Regions from separate parts of the Mus musculus genome. Here region 1 is linked to region 2. The links are chromatin contacts, called in public promoter capture Hi-C maps. All regions are on one chromosome and are shown on one strand. The core of a region is the stretch at or near the end of the contact, and the rest is flanking DNA. Distances in the headings are between cores, read along the strand shown. Region 1 holds the start of Nipsnap3b (nipsnap homolog 3B). Region 2 holds the start of Sec61b (Sec61 beta subunit).

Region 1 (2,700 bases), core at 19-2,518, 5.5 Mb after region 2:
AACAAGATAGCATCTAGCCAAGATAGCTGAGGTTCTATAGGAAAGGGGAGGTGGGGGGAGGGCAGTGAAGCTCGGGGCTGGGGTGGTTTAAAGGATTTGGGATGAGAAGTGCTAAGGAGCCAGGCCAGTGTGTGTTTTTAATGTTAAGACAGCCCTGTTAGCCGTTGGTCCCAGGTTTCTCTGAGACCTTACCCTGTAGACCAGAGGTGTGTGCATACTCCAAAGCAGTCTACTGACTGCACCCAAAGCTTCTGGCTACTTGGATGCTAAAAGCTGTATCTTACCTTCATTGTTCATAAAAGGACGGAACAAAGGACAATACTATCAGGACTTGTGACGATTTAGTTAATAAAAGGCATAGATGTCATATTCTAGTTAAGTTGTTGCAAATACATCAAAAATCCCTTTCATGTTCACCACCGCTTGGAATGTCTTACGTACACCTTAAATTGCCATTTAATACCTAAAGAAGCACGCCTGTTTTTCAATAACTTACCTCTATAGTTTGATGATATTTGTTCAGTGTAACTTGTTTTTAGAGCTATGTGTATTTGCTAAGCATAAAATCGTTAGGAGTTTAAAGGCTAACAGGATTTCCAAGTTTATGACGCTAAAACGGTTTTAATCTCTGATGACCAGTAAATAATATAGCTTAGTGTACATTAGTAAATTGGCCAAGAGGCGATTTTCAGGGAAATCATTGCGATTATTTAGCTATTTAATGTTTGTGAACAGTGGACCCAATGAAAGCAGTGTATTTAAAAATGGTTTCTAAATCTTAGTTGGAAAGTCATGAAACCTAGAATATGCTTCACAGAGAACACAAACACGCGCTAGAAAAATATAAATTGTAATTGAAGTTTTTCTGAGGGCCAAAAATCAGAGGCCGTCAGAGGTCAGCTTTCGCATCACACAAAATTATTTCAATCTTCACCTGTGACTCTCAGGCCCTCGGACCCACTCTTCTGGGTTCCAGGAAAATTATCCCATCTTTGTTCGGAGACTCCCAGGCCATGCTGGGGATGGGGTTTGGAGTTGCAATGGGGATGCAGAATACTCTGTGATACAGGAGAAGGCTCGCTGATGGTTGCTACAAGTTCACCCCACCCCAAGAAGCATCCACGCCACGCCCTACATTCTGGAGTGTTAGAACCATACAGAAGAGGTAATGCCCCGGGATGGGGAACAGAACCGCGGACTGCTTTGTGTCCGCACCCTCTGAGCCTCTTGCGCCTGCGGGGAAGGGCGGAGCCACGCCGCCGAGCCACGCCCAGTCCAGCAGGGACCCAATCGAAGTTGGCCCGCGCACCAGGAAGCGAGGAGAGCGCGTATCCGAGCGCCCGGCGGCGGTCTTCCTGCGCGCTCAGGACCGCACCATGCTCGCGCTCCGAAGCGGCCTAAGGACAGCGCTGGCCCCGCGGGTTCTGACGCCTCAGGTAGGGGCCGCGGGGGCGTGCGAGAATCCCGCGCAGGGAGGTGGAACTGTCCTTAGGTGGTGTAGAAACGGGGATCAGGGAGGTGGGTGCGGTCTGTGGGGAGAGCGAGCTTAGCCTAGGGAGGTGGGCGGGGCGTGTGTCGGGCACGAGCAGCCTTGGGAGGTGGGCGGGGTTCGTGGTGCGCGTGATGACGACGCTGCGAGGTGGGCGGGTCTGCAGTGCGGAGAACGGGCCGTATTCTGGGAACTGGGCGGAGCCTGCCTAGTGGAGGCCGGGGGTGGGCGGGGCCTTGCTCTAAGGGGCAGTGCCGGGAGGTGGGCGGGGTCTGCAGTGAGAGTTGTCCTTCGGAGGTAGGTGGGTTTGTGGGGCAGGAACCAGCAACACTGTGAAGTGGGTGGGGTCTGGAGCGTGAGTAGACCCCTGGTCGGTCCAGCCAATGCCCGGTTCAATCGGTACCCAATATTTCGTGAGTCCAGGGTGAACCCACTTGTCAGGTTGCCTCCCTGGACAATGGACAGAGACCTTTCCTTGACACCGGGTGTCCCCGAAGCCCTGAGCATTGTGTTCTTGCAGTCATCACCATCGTGACTGCCACTCATTGAGGGTTTACAGTTCCTGCCTGGTTCAAAAGCCAGGCTTTATGGAGTTCAGGGTAAACCTGGGAGCATCCCGCCCTGCAACTCAGGGTCTGGAGATCTTAAGGGGAGCATGGCTTTGGAGCCTGCTGAAACTGGTTGTGCCTGAGATGGGACTTTCATAAAAAGGAGGACACCTACCAGCCTCAGCTGTTGACCCAGGGCTATTTGTGACTTGAACACCGAAGTTCTTGACTTACTTTGTTTAGGAAGAGCATTAAGAGCTGTCTAGAGACAGACTTTGTGTCGAACACTAAAGAGCATAGTATTCATATGGCCGCTGTCCTCTCTGTCTTCCTAGTATGGTTGACAAAAAGCTCTAATTTGGAGATAGGAGCAAGCAGATTTCTACCCTGGCACTGTTTGTCCCAGCCCTGCAACAGAAAATTACCTCACCCCTTAACAAACACCTTTCAATACAGATTTCTTTAATGCATATTTTCTGTGTGAAAGATTATAGTAAAAGTATCTTTGATCAATAATTTATTTCTGTTCTATCAATACAAATTCCTCGAATCATTCTAAAAGATTGTTATAAGTCTGCCATGTTTCCTTTTTGATCTGGTAAGTTTTTACAAGTTTAGATTATTTTTCTGTGTTTGTGCACCGTGTACATGCCTGGTGTTTGA
Region 2 (2,700 bases), core at 153-2,652:
TGAGGACTGAGGGTTGGCTCCAGGAATGTTGGGTATGGCAGTGCACACCTGTCCAAAAGTCTAGCTCAATCTTTCAGTTCCAGGTTCAGTGAGAGAGCCTGACTCCAATGTTCAGGTGAATATTAGCTGACCTCTGGTTTTGATATGCAAGCTCAGACACTTGTATAGACAAAATAACTGGATTTTTCTCCAAAGACCAATGGGGACCCTAATGGGGAAACGATATGTTTAGCTTGACTTTAATCCGTGGCACTGCTAAGTACTGGAATGGCAGTATTAGAAAGACTGGAAGGGTGGGATGGATGGGACCTGAAAGCAGAGACAAAGGAATAACGGAGAAGAAAGAAGAGTAAATTGAGTCACATACAAGGTGTGGCCGGAAGTCGTCTTTTAATGCCAGCAACCACCTGGATCCAATCATTTTAGTCCCAAGGCTAAACATTTAAAATGCAGACACATAAGCCCTACCTCAAGGATCTTCAACGAAAGGAAGGGGGCGGGGGAGAGATGTCCCTGAGATCTGCCATTTTAAAGGGTCTATCCATACTAAAATTGGTGGCCGTTCTCTCCCTGGGGACTCCTGCTGGACAGTTCCTAAAAACCTAGAACAGCGGTCCCTCCCCCCCTCTCGGCGCCGCCCCCCCCCCCCCCCCCCAGCCAAGAATTGGTGGCGGCCTCACCTGGTCGCACACCACCACGTCGAACTCCTCGCCGGAGAGAAACAGCACGTAGAGCGCCAGAAAGACCATGCGCACGTAGGAGCAGATGGCGGCGCCGCGGCCGCCCCAGCCCAGGCTGCGAGGCAGCCAGTCCCCTGCGCATTGCACCGAGAGCTCGCGGGTCTCGATGAAGCAGTGGTTCGGGTCGTAGTGCGCGGTCCATATCTTCACATCACAGCCGTACTCCTGCAGCGCCAGCGCCGCGTCCAGCACTAGGCGCTCGGCTCCGCCTATACCCATGTCTGGGTGCAGAAACAGCACAGATGGGCTGTAAACCCGGGAACGGGCTCGGTACAGGTTTTCGGCCATGGTAGATGAGCCGCGCTTGCGCTCTCCGCGCGAGCTTCTGCAAGCTCCTGCAAGCTCCGCCCCTGGCCCCCTCTGGCTACTGAAAGCCGAGCCAGCGCAACTACGCCTGCGTTAGTTTAGGCCACATCAGCGATAAGCTTGTGGGCGCTAAGAAAATGCCTGACTCAATTTCTCATGTGGACCTGTCCAAAGCTTGCAATTTGGTGATGTTTGACCATATTAAGCACGCTAAATAAATTACATAAAAGAAGCGAAAGGGCTGTACTTTCACACGGCCCAGTTGTTGTCGGCGTAATCTTTACAGGCATATCTCAGGACAGCCCAGTCATCCAAGAGTCTGCGAAGGCCCTGCCAGCCGGCCGGGGGGCGGTGCCAGAGCCTGTATCTACGAGAGTTCTGAGTGCTCGGCAACTTCACGACTTCCCTCTTCCTGCCTCCTGTGCCCACCGTTCTTAGGCATCAGCATGGTGCGCGGTCCCCGCTTCCATGGGGTGCACTAGCCCCTATCTTGGTCTTCCTTTCTGGGACCTCATTGCTCTTCCCAGCTTCTCGGGTGGGTGTGGGGTCGGGGGTGTGAAGAGGATTTGACCCGCGATGTTCACTGTTTGTCTGCTTCCCTCTGCAGCCGGGTCCAACGCCCAGTGGCACCAACGTGGGCTCCTCTGGCCGCTCTCCCAGCAAAGCGGTGGCCGCACGGGCTGCGGGATCCACTGTTCGGCAGAGGTAAGTGGCTGGGGGCTTGCGGGGGACGCCCGGTTATGGCTGGAGGAGGCTAGGTACCCAGGGTTGCATTGCATTGCTGGAAGGAGGAGTTCCAGGATGGAAAGATTAATAGGGGCCGAGTGAGCCCGAGCTGACGTGGCCATCTAGTTAGTTAAAGGCCCTTTAGGAGGGAGGCATGGTTTTCCTCTCCTTGATCAGCTGCACGCACCACTTTAGTTAAAGGTAAATTAGACTAGGATCAGGAATAACTTTAGGAAAAGCGTTGGCATAAAGCTGGTGTGTCTGAGGCTTTACCTTTCAGTCTTCCATATGGAGGTCCCATACACACTCAGTTTAACAAAATGTGTCTTACACAGTCTGTCACCCTGGTTCCCCATCCCAGCTGTGTGTGTGTCTTTCTTTTTAAGTCTATTTTGTGTATGTGTGTGTATTGCACGCACCTGTGTGTGTGTGTGTGTGTGTGTATGTATGTGTGTGTGTGCGCGCGCGCATCTCTTTCTTGCCTGGTGTCCTTGGAGGTCACCTGAAACTGCAGTTATGAATGATTGTGAGCTACCATATGAGTACTGGGGACCGATTTGGGGTTCTCTGCAGGAGCAACAGGTATTCTTAACCTCTCAGCCACTTTTCCAGCTTCAGGGTCTCCTTATTTTTAAATGTCACTGCTTATTTATAGAAATCTAGAAACTCCAGTTATTTATCTTTTTTAATTTGGTGTGTCTTCTCTGTACAGTCATATGCCATATTTCATAGGAAGACCTCACTACTTTTTTTCCTCCATTTCTGTCCCCCCAGTTTAGCCCTCAACTTCTTCTGCTTTGAATTTACACCACTATTCACCCTCCAGTTGCTCTTCCACTTAGGTTCTCTGTAAGTTTCTGGTGGTGCCTGTTAAAAAAGGCTTTCAGAGGGATTCCACGCCTCTCCTTTCTCCCTCCTGTGAGCCAGC

What was found. Promoter capture Hi-C pulls out the DNA fragments that hold promoters and counts their contacts.
Region 1: a promoter capture Hi-C map of pre-B cells shows a contact between it and region 2. The contact joins the promoter of Nipsnap3b here to the promoter of Sec61b in region 2.

What each region holds. Positions count from the first base shown.
Region 1 is chr4:53,010,612-53,013,311 of GRCm38.p6, forward strand. It overlaps Nipsnap3b (nipsnap homolog 3B), which reads left to right and starts at 1,269. Exons shown (of 6, transcript NM_025623.3): 1 at 1,269-1,436. The coding sequence starts at 1,377.
Region 2 is chr4:47,473,259-47,475,958 of GRCm38.p6, forward strand. Sec61b (Sec61 beta subunit) reads left to right here and starts at 1,403. Exons shown (of 4, transcript NM_024171.2): 1 at 1,403-1,495; 2 at 1,654-1,751. The coding sequence starts at 1,493. Alg2 (asparagine-linked glycosylation 2 (alpha-1,3-mannosyltransferase)) reads right to left here and starts at 1,109. Exons shown (of 2, transcript NM_019998.3): 1 at 681-1,109. The coding sequence starts at 1,028.